Regions from separate parts of the Zea mays genome. Here regions 1 and 2 are each linked to region 3. Evidence: chromatin contacts called from public Hi-C data. All regions are on one chromosome and are shown on one strand. The core of a region is the stretch at or near the end of the contact, and the rest is flanking DNA. Distances in the headings are between cores, read along the strand shown. Region 1 holds the start of LOC103640966 (Cofactor-independent phosphoglycerate mutase). Region 2 holds the start of LOC100276722. Region 3 holds the start of LOC100282790 (RING finger and CHY zinc finger domain-containing protein 1).

What was found. A called contact is a pair of places that touch in the nucleus more often than the background predicts.
Region 1: a Hi-C map of ear shows a contact between it and region 3, with 3 times the contacts expected there. The contact joins the promoter of LOC103640966 here to the promoter of LOC100282790 in region 3. A contact is called at or near these places in 6 of 25 Hi-C or Micro-C datasets (ear, endosperm, leaf and 1 more).
Region 2: a contact with region 3 is called in a Hi-C map of ear, with 1.8 times the contacts expected there. The contact joins the promoter of LOC100276722 here to the promoter of LOC100282790 in region 3. A contact is called at or near these places in 2 of 25 Hi-C or Micro-C datasets (ear and leaf) and 1 of 3 datasets of contacts at active chromatin or transcription factors (seedling).

The regions. Positions count from the first base shown.
Region 1 is chr10:25,905,340-25,909,326 of Zm-B73-REFERENCE-NAM-5.0, forward strand. It overlaps LOC103640966 (Cofactor-independent phosphoglycerate mutase), which reads right to left and starts at 1,575. Exons shown (of 5, transcript XM_008664400.4): 1 at 770-1,575; 2 at 132-277; 3 at 1-45. The coding sequence starts at 1,087. It overlaps LOC100277005, which reads left to right and starts at 1,274. Exons shown (of 13, transcript NM_001150680.2): 1 at 1,274-1,595; 2 at 3,177-3,265. The coding sequence starts at 3,190.
Region 2 is chr10:25,783,039-25,787,015 of Zm-B73-REFERENCE-NAM-5.0, forward strand. LOC100276722 reads left to right here and starts at 1,844. Exons shown (of 3, transcript NM_001150442.2): 1 at 1,844-2,133. The coding sequence starts at 1,911.
Region 3 is chr10:25,652,651-25,657,075 of Zm-B73-REFERENCE-NAM-5.0, forward strand. LOC100282790 (RING finger and CHY zinc finger domain-containing protein 1) reads right to left here and starts at 2,361. Exons shown (of 12, transcript NM_001155696.2): 1 at 2,143-2,361; 2 at 1,797-1,884. The coding sequence starts at 2,243.

The DNA.
Region 1 (3,987 bases), core at 325-2,824, 250 kb after region 3:
TTTGGTCCTTTGACAACCACACCACATCTGTGCTCAGTAGCATATCTGCAGATAAAATGTGCGAATTACAGCAGCAACTAGACATCATGATCATACATGCTTGAAACAATGATGACGTTTAAGTGCTGCACCTTACTCTAATTTCATATTCAGGAAATGACGGAAGCCTCATCCCATCCAACGCCGCACAGAGGATAGGGCCTTCCTCTTCAAAATGCCGATCCGCCCTCCTGCTGATGATAACTCCAGTGCTCTCATCCAGTGTAGCGAAGTTTGACTGCAAGCGAATTGTGCATACAATTTAGTGGTAAAACACATTCATCAGTTGATACACATGCTATCGTAAAACATTAAATTTTGTCAAGGACAAAGAAGGAAAAACATAGGATGAAATAGGCTTCTTTCCACAGTCCACACTATTGCCACCCAAATTCAATGGCCCAAGAAATTGATAAGTAGAGCTAGAGCCCAAGATCCAACAGAAAAGGTGGTCAAATTTAGTTACTGCATGCACATTCTTGAATGTTCCGAACTACTGCTCGACTTCTAACGAAACTGAGCTCCAATTTAACACAGCAAAACAAAACAGTCAATGATCTGAACAATTACTGCTGGCTATATAAGTGACAACAGAAGAAATCAGGTTTAGCAACAGAACATGCAGAGCAAGAATACACTATGATCTGAACTACCACTAACTTATATGAGGAATCTGAAGAAACCAAAGCTACTCGAGCTGCAATTTTGTCTCCAAGTACGGGGTTGCCACCTTGAAGGCGATGTCGCCGGGCGCCATGGCGAGCCCGGCGCCCATGGACTCGAACGCGCCGCGGCCGCGGTAGTACACCCGAGGGTCGTACCCGAGGAGCGATAGGTGCGCCGTATCGCTGCCGCAGGCGAGCCCCGGCTCCACGGGGTCCATGAGCCCGGTCACCCCGACCGCCGCCACCGCGTCCAGCCGCGGCGTGCACGCCGCCTCCAGTGGCGTACGCCCGCCCAGCGACGGAACGCTCACGTCCCCGATCCCGTCCACCAGCACGAACGCCACGCGGCTCCGCCTCGGACCTCTCCCCTCCGCGCCTGCCATCGCCGTCTCCGCAGCCGCCGCAAAGGCCCCTCGCCTCTCTCAATTTCAGCTCTCTGCTGCTGCTTACGAGATGCCTCTGCCGCGTGCTGGTTCAGCCGCGGGTCGGGCCCGGGCACAGGGTTCACGGGCCGGTTTGGTCACTACAAGAACCGGGCGAGCCCGAGGCCCGGCCCCCAAATCTGCAACGCTTGGCGCTCGCTCGGCTCCGCCCTCCGCCCCCCTGCTCCGTCCGATCGCCGCGCCCCCTCGCCGCCGGTGATCGCTGGGGAGCCGACGAGGCCGGACGCCGGAGGTTCTCGCTCCCTCCTCTGTGTCTCCCTTCCTCCCGCGCGTCCCGCCTGCTCGTCGCGTGGCCTCCTGCTCGGGGCTTCCTCTCGCCGCGGAATTTGGCATGTGACGTGGGGCGAGGCCAACGAGGCGCAGCCGGCGGCGGCGTGGGGTTGATTGGTTAACTGGATTTCGAGATTGTTTTGTCTGGATTTTTTTCCGAGGGAAGCGCGCGCTCCAGGTGAGACACTTGTAAACATAATTTTCGGTGTTTTTCCCGTCGGTGTCTGTCATTATTCGATCTAATTTTTTGGGCCAGTGGGAATCTGCTGTCGAGGTGCTGATTTGTGGAATCTTTGCAATGCCTCTAGACCTTTTTCCCCATTTTTTTGGTTAGGAATGTGAAGTCTATTCAGAAATGTTTTTTCATGTTATAGTGGACATAGGGTGTGTTTGCCTAATGGTAAATGGTAGCATTTGTTTGTGACGGTGGATTACTGGTTAGTAATGTGCACAGCATTGTTTTTTTTAACTCTAAAATATAACTGGTTTTGAATTCGGGGACGCTCCGTAGTGTATGGGTAATACTAATATCACAACTTGCAGTACCAATGCTATGTCAGATTTGTGCTGTTTAATTTGTGGTAATACAAATGCTGGAGTTTAGAATGTGGTGGTTGAACAGCCATTGTTTCAGCAGTTGTTTAGGTACTTTACTGGTTTCGCTTTCAAGGCTTGAAGAGATTGAATTGAGGGCCTGATGTGCCATTCAAAATAAACATTTATAATCACTGGGTCACAAGTGGGCCCAGAGCACAGGTCTTTTCTGGGGCAGGTCACATATTTCATTATGATGTTGAGGAACTGTAGTATTCTGTAGTGTCAAGCTGTAACATTTGTGTGCAGCTATGCTTGACTGCTTGTTATTTGAGTTTTGGGGTTAGGTTACATTCAAATTTGCATGGATTATTTTAATTTTGCAATTTGTGTGCACATGATTATCAATTTGTGTTGCAGCTGCATGGAGTTTATGTTGATGGTTGCTCGTTTGTCGTGGCAAATGCTCGAAAGAATATTGCTGCATGGTCTTCTCCAAACCTCACAGTAGGGTATCATTGGGATCAATCATTAAAACCTTAATGGGCAGAGATAGTTATATTCATGCAGGCTGTTATTTGGTGGGTGTTTGGTTTGAAGAGTCAATCTATTCTAGATGATGTAGTGCTGGTGCATCATGAGTCCATTCCACAAATTTAGTTCATTTCACAAATTTGGTGGAATGAACACATTACTCATATTATTACTAATTATTAGCCTATGTGGAATGAAATAGTGATGGATCAACTCATTCCATTCCACAAACCAAACAAAAAAGTGATGAGTGAGAAAATGATAGACTACATCATTCGATCATTCCTCGAACCAACACGCTATTAGTCTCTCTCCTCCCCTTATATTGTATTATGAGGCCTTATGATTTTTTTAATCATAATGTATCTTTCTTTTCACAGAACATAAGGTCCTAATTGGTTTGGTTTTAGATGCATCTGCTTTCAATAGTCAAAATGAGAGGCCGCTCTCAAAACAGAAAAAAGAGAGATGCAATTGACATTGGCTGTAATAATAAAGCCATATGGGTAGAGATTTTTGGTTGACATTTTAGCAATTGCATGTTTGCAAAGAATTTTGGTAGCTATGTCATTTCCATTCTGTATTATGTGATAACAATTAGGCCTGGCAATAATGTAACTTAGATCCTACTACTATAGATGTTTTGATTATATGTCACTTATGCCATGTAACACAGGTGACTGCATTGTAGGTTCATTTCCAAAATGGTTTGCATGGTGGGGAATTTTAAAATGTCTTCTGTGTTGAAGCTTGTAATGATGGAAAATCACGCAACACCAGGTAAAGTATAGTTAAGATTTTAACCTCTTTTGACTTTCCATTTAGCCTGTGACTTTCATGGATAATACTTTAATAGAGGCTTTGAGACCTGTGTCCAGAGTAAATAAAGAGAAAATTATATTGCACAGTTGTCAGTTAGGATGGAAATTTGATATCCATCAATAAAATTGATAAATTATAGAATGGTGCACCTTATCTTTTATTTTACTAGAACACAGTGCAACTTCTATATATTCTTATTTGTAACTTGGATATGTTGCAAAAATAATAAATATTACTAGATCCTTGCAAAGAGAAGGAGAAATAATAAAATCTAGAAAAGAATAATACAATACAAGGGAGCTTTGAAATGAAATATTATTTATATACAAACCTTCTATGGATTGAAAAGACCGTTTAATCTGTTACTGGATTTCATTATATTTGATTCAGCTCCTCAGTGCAGGTATGTACTGTTTTCAGTATCATGTTTATTTTATGTTCTGAAGTAGAAATGCCTTTGTAGGGCCATAAATACTTTGTCTTTTACTGCTTTCAGGTTTCTGGATTTGTTTTTACCAAGGTTCAAGAAAACCTAGGCGCTAGTCACACGTTATCCTACTGACTAGCGTCTAGGAAGATTAAACGTAGATTAAGCGTGATTAATCGTTTGTTTTTTAATTTTTGTGCTGCAGAAAGCAAGATCAGCAGTGAGTAACTAAGTACTAAGTAATAATAACACA
Region 2 (3,977 bases), core at 594-3,093, 130 kb after region 3:
TCATATTACAACAAACAAAATATACAACTCATTAATCGAATCAAAAAGTATTTTATAAAATACACAAAATAATTTGGTTCGTCTTCAACCTTGGGTTCGTGCGTGTGACGGGGATGGATCGACGGGTTTCAGCCGGATGGAGAAGAGCAGGGGCTTGACTATGGACGGCGTAGCTCCGGCGAACTCCACGGGCTCCGGCGACGAGCGGCAAACTCCGACGACGAACGGCGAGCGAGAGAGTGCGAGGAATGGGGGAGAGCTCGGGTAGTGAGGATGGGAGAGAGGAGAGGGCGTCAGATTTATAGGGGAGAGAGAGGTAAATGGAGGGTCGCCGTGGGGGAGAGGAGAACGTCGGCGTTTAACCCCATTAAATGAATTAATGGCGTCGGTTTCTTCTCTATAGCGTTAATGGAGAGCAAATGGGAGAGGAAGAAGAAACGGTCGCGTGAAGAGCTCCTTAATGTCATGGACGAGCGGACGGCGACTTCGGTTTCGGGTTCGGTGACGCGGCGTCGGGCGTTCGGCCGGCTCGGACGGATGGCGCGCTGCTCGCGCGCACGGGCATGGCGCAGGTGCTCGGCAACGGGCGCGGCAGGGGTCGCTCGCGCGCGGGCGTCGAGCGTGCAGGGCGGCGCTGGCGCAGGGACGCGCGCAGGGGCCGGCCTAGGTTCGCGCGCGCGGCGCGGCTTCTGGGCGGCTGCGCGCTCGGCAAGGCTCGCGCTCGTTGGAGAGAGAGAGCATGGGAGAGAAGGAGCTGAAGGGAGGCGGCGGCGGCTGGCTGTGAAATCAGGGGGGCGCGCGCGTAGTCTATGGTTTTGGGGTAATGGGCCCCTAGTGGGCCGATTTAGTGTAGGATTTGTTTTTTTCTTTTTAAATTATGAAATGTATTTTTAAAGAGCTCGAAAATTCCGAGAAATTCACCAAAATTATTTATAATTGCAATATTTATTTTTAGACCAATAATTATTATATTATTATATTATTTGCTAGGATTTTCTTTAAAAAGAGTTGATAATAAACATCCGATAAACAATCAATCGCATACAAAGAAAATGATCAAAATGCAAATAAATAATTAAACACTTAAAATTTATTATTACCATATTTTATTATTTTTAGTTGATGGGTTTTGTGGTGTTACAGTCATGAAGGACATACTTTCATCATTTTAGTGAACAAGATGTAAATAGAGACATGAAACACAAAAAGAATATAAACAATCATTCCAGATCATTAGATTATTTATATTCTTTATTTTATAAACATAGATAAACATCGGTGATATTTGTATTGCATTTATACCTTCGGCTTGTCAGAAGGTGGAAAAGCGGAAGTGACGCGAGCGTGATTACAATTCAGCGTGAACAGTACAGTGTTACTGTTCATCTATTTATAGGCACATGACGCAGCCTGGACAAAATTACATTCATGTCCCCGACATTTACTGTTGACCACAAGACAAGCTGTCAAAGACTAAGTAGTCTTTTCTCCTTTAGGTCGGTTTCATCTTTCACCATCATCCTCGTGTTAAGCCGAAGCTTCTTCAGCCACAACTTCGGAGCTAGTTTGTCCTTCCTTCAGACCGCAGCTTCATACCATGCACACATTCATCTCAAATCCGAAGCCTCCTGTAATAAGTTTATGTTATACTGAAAAACATGTTAGTTAAGTTTTTGAGGACCTTCGAAAGAGGAAGACCCAAATAATTTGGTATATACTTATACCTAGTAATCAGGTGTTGATAAATGATAATAAAATGTTAGACCCATAGAGCAGCCTAATAATTCAAAGCCCGCTTTTTGAACAAAAAGGGCCCAAGATCTGTCAAACTAGTGGAAGCCGACGGTCTCCAGCAAGCTTGGATAGTTGGGCTCCACAACGCCAACGCCTAGGGTTTCTTGCACGAGCAGATGAAGCGGAAGCCACCACACCCTCGCAGCGGCGACGACTCGCCGGCCGGCGAGAGAGGAAGCGACGGAGGGTTGAAGAAGGGGAAGGGGGGAGGGAGGTGGGGCGGCGGGAGTCGGAGGCGGAACGATCAGCGGCTGGGCGGCGGCGGCGGGGGGGCGCTCTCCCTCGCCGCCTTCGCCAGCGCCAAGTCCCGGACCAGCGGCTACAACCCGGCCCTCATCAGTGAGTACCACTCACCTTGGAGAGTGGATTAGCTAGCTAGCAACCTCTGCTGTGTAAACTTGCTACCATAGATCATTGCATTAGCTTCCGGAGTAGTTCTCGTAGCTGACAGTTAATCAGCTGGTGTCGGTGAGGCATTTGGTTGAATTTACTTGAAATGGTATTATTCACTTCTGAGGTTTACTAGAGAACGATTATATGCATGCAGCTGACAGTTTATCTGCTCTGTCGGGGGAGACATTCAGCTAAATTTACTTGATAGCGTATCATTAATGCTAATGTTTAGATAAATTTGAGAATGATGGTACATATCGTCTCACATTCTTCCTTTGTCAATGTGGATCTTTTGACATAATTTAGACAACTGAATGCAGCACCAGAGATTTGGTATACTAAATAAGTTCTCATTGACATCTCATTATATGGGATATAGTTCCATGTACTCAACGGTTCCTATTGGACCTAAATCCATACCTGGATCTCATTACCTTGTGAAAGAAGAAATTCATTTCTATGTTGCTATGGAGAATTGCAAAACTTATGCCCATTATTACTTGTATCTATACTCCCAAAAAATCGATCCGTGAGCCCAACAATTCATCGGCTCAATTACCCACTCACCCAAACTGCTTACATAGAGTCCAGAACATATTTGGCAATCTGCTCGCGGCAACGGTTGCCTCTATAATGTGTATGCCATGGCAGACTGGTGGATGCAGACACCAACGGTGTGAAGGATCAGTGGGCAGGTTAAAGTCGTAGGGGCGTGGAATGCACAATCTTCATCAAGAAGTTCCAGGAAGAGGTTCACCAGGGTCTTAAACCCTTGAAGAGGCCTAGAACTACAAGTAGAGTGTCTGTGAAGGGAGATGTGGCTAGAGTTCCTCTGGAGTCCAACACTGGGCGTGGGTATGATGTCAGCTGCATCATCGCAGGGACGCAGTCTCTTCTATGCACACTGGAACCACTGTTTTTAAGGCGTCGCCTAGGCGTCCGGGCGGTGGTCTGACGCCTAGGCGCCTTGCCCGCCTACCTCGCCTAGGCGTCTAGGCGGTGGTCCAACGCCTTGGAGCGCCTTACCGCTTTAAAAACCATGACTGGAACATCTCTGCACTGGAGAGCTGCTGCATGTTGGAGCTCAGGCTGTGTTGTAACTAACGGTGCATCTGCTATTCCACTGTGGGAGAGAGACTGTTGAACGTGCGGCCAAGTCCACAGAAGAGATAAGGATGGAGAACACCTGAATTTTTTATCTAAGGAGCAGTGGTAGGACGTGGTGTGGGGTAGCGGGTATTCATAATTGTCTCATATTTTTATGTGCAAAGAAGGATACCCACAGTTTGTAGTACTGGCAAAATGTGTCTTTGGATATTCTTGCCTTTTCTCATCATTGAGGGAATCAGTTGGACCAATGCGGAATTTTGTCTTTAAATCTGTTGCGGATCCTACTCATCTCTCTCTTGTTTGTGTGGCTATCTCCAGCAGCTTACTTATCCTCATCTCTCATTTCAAACTTCATTCAGTAAAAAGTGCTGTCTACAGTGCAAAACGATTTGCACGGCCATATGCACGATCTGCTGTCCATGGTTGGAACTGCCTACAGGCGCTGTCAAAGGGCCCAGACAGGCGTCTAAACATTAACAGCAAGATCAGGGGAGAGTGATTTGAGTGCCTGCTGCTTTTTTTTTCTTGAACGTGAAGGAGAGCCGCACATCATTATATTAAGAAGAAAAAATGGTCTAAAATAGACCGATACAAGCCGTCGAAGCGGTACAAGTACGAAAATAAAATAAAATAAAAGAGGGTTACAAGACAGCAGAGAGAACCTGACCACACAATGCACT
Region 3 (4,425 bases), core at 1,111-3,610:
CCGACCCTAAGTCTCCATGAAGGTGGCCATATCAGGAGTGTCATTGCTAGACATATCTGCCCATCACCATGCCATTGCTACCGGCTATGCCATCATCGGTTGGAGCTGCCTGCCTCTCTGTGTTGAATGTTGTGCACTCATCGTCGTTGCGGTCAAGATGTTGCTAGGTGCACCCGATGAGTAGCACATGGTAGATCCTGCTGTTGTTGTTGTATCTTCATTAGTTTGCCTAATCACTTATCGTAAGTGAGTCATCAATCGCCCGTCCACCTCGAGTGTAATACATCGGCATCGGCAACGAGTACACCGACATCGAGGAGACGCCTTCCCGCATCTCTTCTCGGTCATCTCGTTTGCATGTCTACATCGTCAGTTCGTCATCACCAGCACAGATCGGGATGCATCCACTCAGCTCTCATGATGTCCATTGTCGAGTACTGCGCGCATCTTCTCCACGCAACAGGGTTGTTGTTGTGTCGCCTGCTCCTCGTTAGGCAGCAGCATTGCCATTGCCATCCCTATGGATGTATTGTCATTGTATCTACATCACCGTTCCTTGTGCATAGACGACTGTACTATGCAATATTTGTTGTGCCATCTATCCACACAAGGTTTTCATCCTGCTAATCAAGTCTTCGTTGTAAACTTGGAGCTCTGCCTATGAACGTGAGGCCGTTGTCGCCCCAGTGCGCGAGGCCACCGCTACTCATCCACCCCCTGCATCGGTTTGCTCGCTCCTGAGTATCCGCTCATGGCCGAACTACTTGCCTTTGGGTTTGACCCATTCGCTCCAACACTACTTCATCCAGCACAACCACGTCATCAATGTCGACGTCTCATCCCCACCTACTTTGTTTATTCTGACAATCATGTGCTATGTTGACACCTTCTACCTCGTCGTTCTACGCACCACAATCATCGTCGAGACCTTCTCTGTTGGTCCCTCAGACGTTGATGCATGGTTGGGGCACTCTACCTTGTACATTCGGTATTGGCAACACCGGTGCGTGCTTTCGTCCCTGACGCGTTGCTAGGTCTGGCAAACCCAGCCCACACCTTAGTCTATGCGGCTTAACTGCATCGACTTCGGTATCGACCCTCCCGTTCCCGCCATGTATGCCTCAATTGCATCTCCGTCTTTCATCTACAATGGCCCTAATTGTGTCTACCTCAACATCACCCTCCCCCTCCACGACAACTGCCTTGATGTGTCTTCGTCATCACCATGGTGCCTCTTGTGTGCTTGCAGCTCCACCAACATAGCAACTTGTACATTGACCTCAGCTATCTTCAACACGGCTTCTTCGATTAAAGCAATGTGCCCTTAAGCTCGGCTACCTCGACATCGACACAAAGGGCTATCATCTACATGAGCTCATTATTGGTTTCTACTTCAGTCACACCATCTGCATTGCAATGTCGCTACGGCTCGGGGAGATGTTAGCCCTTGACTCCTCTTCAGTCTAACCGTCTACGATGTTCCCGCTACGACTGGGGGAGGATATTAGAGTATGTTTGTTAGTTTACATATTATGTATCATAGACTGTCATATGTATCTGTACCGTAGGTTGCCTTATCTCTCAAGTCATGTATTCTATATAAACATCCTAACTCAATCCAATACAATCATCCAATTACACGAATTCTATTCTCCTTCACACTTTATTGCACGAACACTTCTCACATGCTATATAAACACTACGCTGCAAGGTTCCTGAGTAGAAAAGCTCTCTAAGTTAGCCTGTCCTACTACGAAAAAGAGACACAACCTGAAAAAAAAAAGAAACAGGCTCACCGTAGCCTCGTTGTGGCAGTGGCGGCAGGGGAACACCTGGTTGCAGCACGGTGCCACGATCTTGCACCTCCGCCGGTAATGCTCGCACCTGCGGCAACGAGCAAATTTCTGACGTGAGCAGATTAAGCATAGCGGAACTAGGCCATCTTGGATCGGGAAACCGGAGGAGGAGAACGAAATCGAGCAAAATCGACAGCCAACAATGGGAACGGATGAACCAGTCACATAGCGCAGATCGATTCGGCACCGGGAAGAAGGAATCGAGATTCCGTCCGAAGAAAAGGAGCACAAAGGGGGAGGCACAGGAGAAGAACGTAATCAAGGATTCAAGGCGCGCCTCGCTCACCCGTGCTTCATCTTGCCCACGTCACGGCGGTCCACCTCTCCGTCGCGGGCCGCGTCTACTTCCGCGACGTCGTTGTCGCCGGGGAATTGCGCTCCCCCCATCCCCGGCGGCGGCGGCGACGGCGGAGAGGAGGGTGGCAGAGATGTAAATAACGAGGGCGATAAGGGGCGTCCAGATATAAAATGTTATTGGTCCATCCCGGAAGAGTAGCGACGTCATGGGACATGGAGGCGTGGAGGCCCACCGCTTTGATTGCTAACTGTGCCCTTCTTCCAATGCCATTGCAGCAGAGAAATTAGTTTCCTCAAGAAATGCATTACATAAAAAATTATACTGTCTCTGTACTAAAATAGTACTGGTCGTTTTAGCTTTTGCTTTTTATGTGTACATTTAAATAAATAAAGATAAAACTAGATACATATATAAAACATATATATCAAATATTGTATGAACATTTTAACATATACATCAATAAAGTTTGAAATATGGATAAAATAGAGTAGCTGTTGGAGAATCCTTAGATCTGTTGCACATTTTACTTATAATACTTTTTATTTATCAAATCTTTAACAAAGAAGGGAAGGAGATAATAGGATAAGTAGATGAGATGCACAACGGCATGGGTCGCACGCACATCACCGGCCTAGCCGTCATCGTCACATCTTTTAGCTTTTTCCTCTAGCTGCGGCCTAGCCGTCATCGTCACATCTCTTTCAAGCTTTTTCTCAAGCTGTTGTTCTTTGTACTCCATTTGATACTTTGCTTGCACTCTCTTTTCTACTCAATTTTATTTTAATCTAGATTGGATAGAATTAGATAGAGAAAAAATATTGTTAGTTCTGCCAATGATGTCTCCATGGATGAATTTATAAATATCAGCTCTTCGATTTTTAAAAAGTGTGTACAATCACATTATTAGCTATTCAGGTTGGACATGATCATATTTTTGACTATTCAGGTTGGACACACTCAATCTACAACATACGGGTATCGACTAAGACATCTATAATGAATGTCTTAAGTTATATTTTCGCTGTGTTTAAGAGGCTAAATATAAAAAAAATTAAGACACGTCTCTTGGCTCTATGCTTAAGGTACAAAACGTAGTTGATTGGTGCATTGATTTTAAGACACGGGTTTTAGACGCATCCATTGTATCACATTTCGTGTGTTTGGTTCCTATAGAAGTCGAGCCAGATCGGAATGAGCCTATCTGATATCGTTAGAACTTGGATGAATTCATGTAAGCGTTTTTGTTTGGTTGCTTGTACAGACTTGTTCTGTCTAGACACAGATTTTGTTTGTTTGGTTGTACTAAAACATGTATTAGAGAAGGGTGCATAACAAATCTTCAAATATTATATAGCATTAGTGGTATAGTTTTGTTTATAAAAATCTCAATAACACAATAATGAAAATCGGTTTGATGATTAAATATTTAATTAGAAGATATAATAAAAAAACTACCTAATAAAGCATCTTGTTTTACGTGCATGTGCTTCTGTCATCATGCGCCGCGCCTGCACGCACGGGGACGCGCGGCCAAAGAATCTTACGAGAGCCTGGCTGAGACTGTCTGCAACGTCAGCCTCTAGCCCTCCCCTCCCCCATTATTGTTCATCTGCTAGGGGCTACAGTCGCCCCCTTCCTCCCGCAACGCATTTCCCTACGCGATCCTCTACGCCACGTTCCCCTTCTCTCTCACGCCAGATGAGGCGGTTCCCTATTCATCCCCCCTCCGTCGCTTCTCGCGGATGCCAACGCCCACGCCCTAGGGAAAAAATTTCCTGGTCGGCTCTGCTGCGGTTGGACGCATCCATGGAGGTCGGGCGAGCGCGGGCGACACAGCGTCGGATCTACCGGAAGAAGGTCGACTCGGATCTGGTGGAGCTCATCAGCGAGTAGGTGCAAGTGCACGACGACGAGCCGGTGACGAAGCAATCATGTGTACGGAGGCGGAGCATTGAAAGGGAATTAGGCTTACACCTAGTTTCTAAATAATTTTGGTGGTTGAATTGCCCAACACAAATAATTGGACTAACTAGTTTGCTCTAGTATATAAGTTATACAGGTGTAAAAGGTTCACACTTAGCCAATAAAAAGATCAAGTTATGGATTCAACAAAGGAGCAAAAAGGCAACCGAAGGCACCTCTGGTCTGGGGGCACCGGACTGTCCGGTGTACACCGGACAGTGTCCGGTGCACCAGAGGACTCCAACTCAAACTTGCCACCTTCGGGAATTTCCAGAGGCGCTCCGCTATAATTCACCGGACTATCCGGTG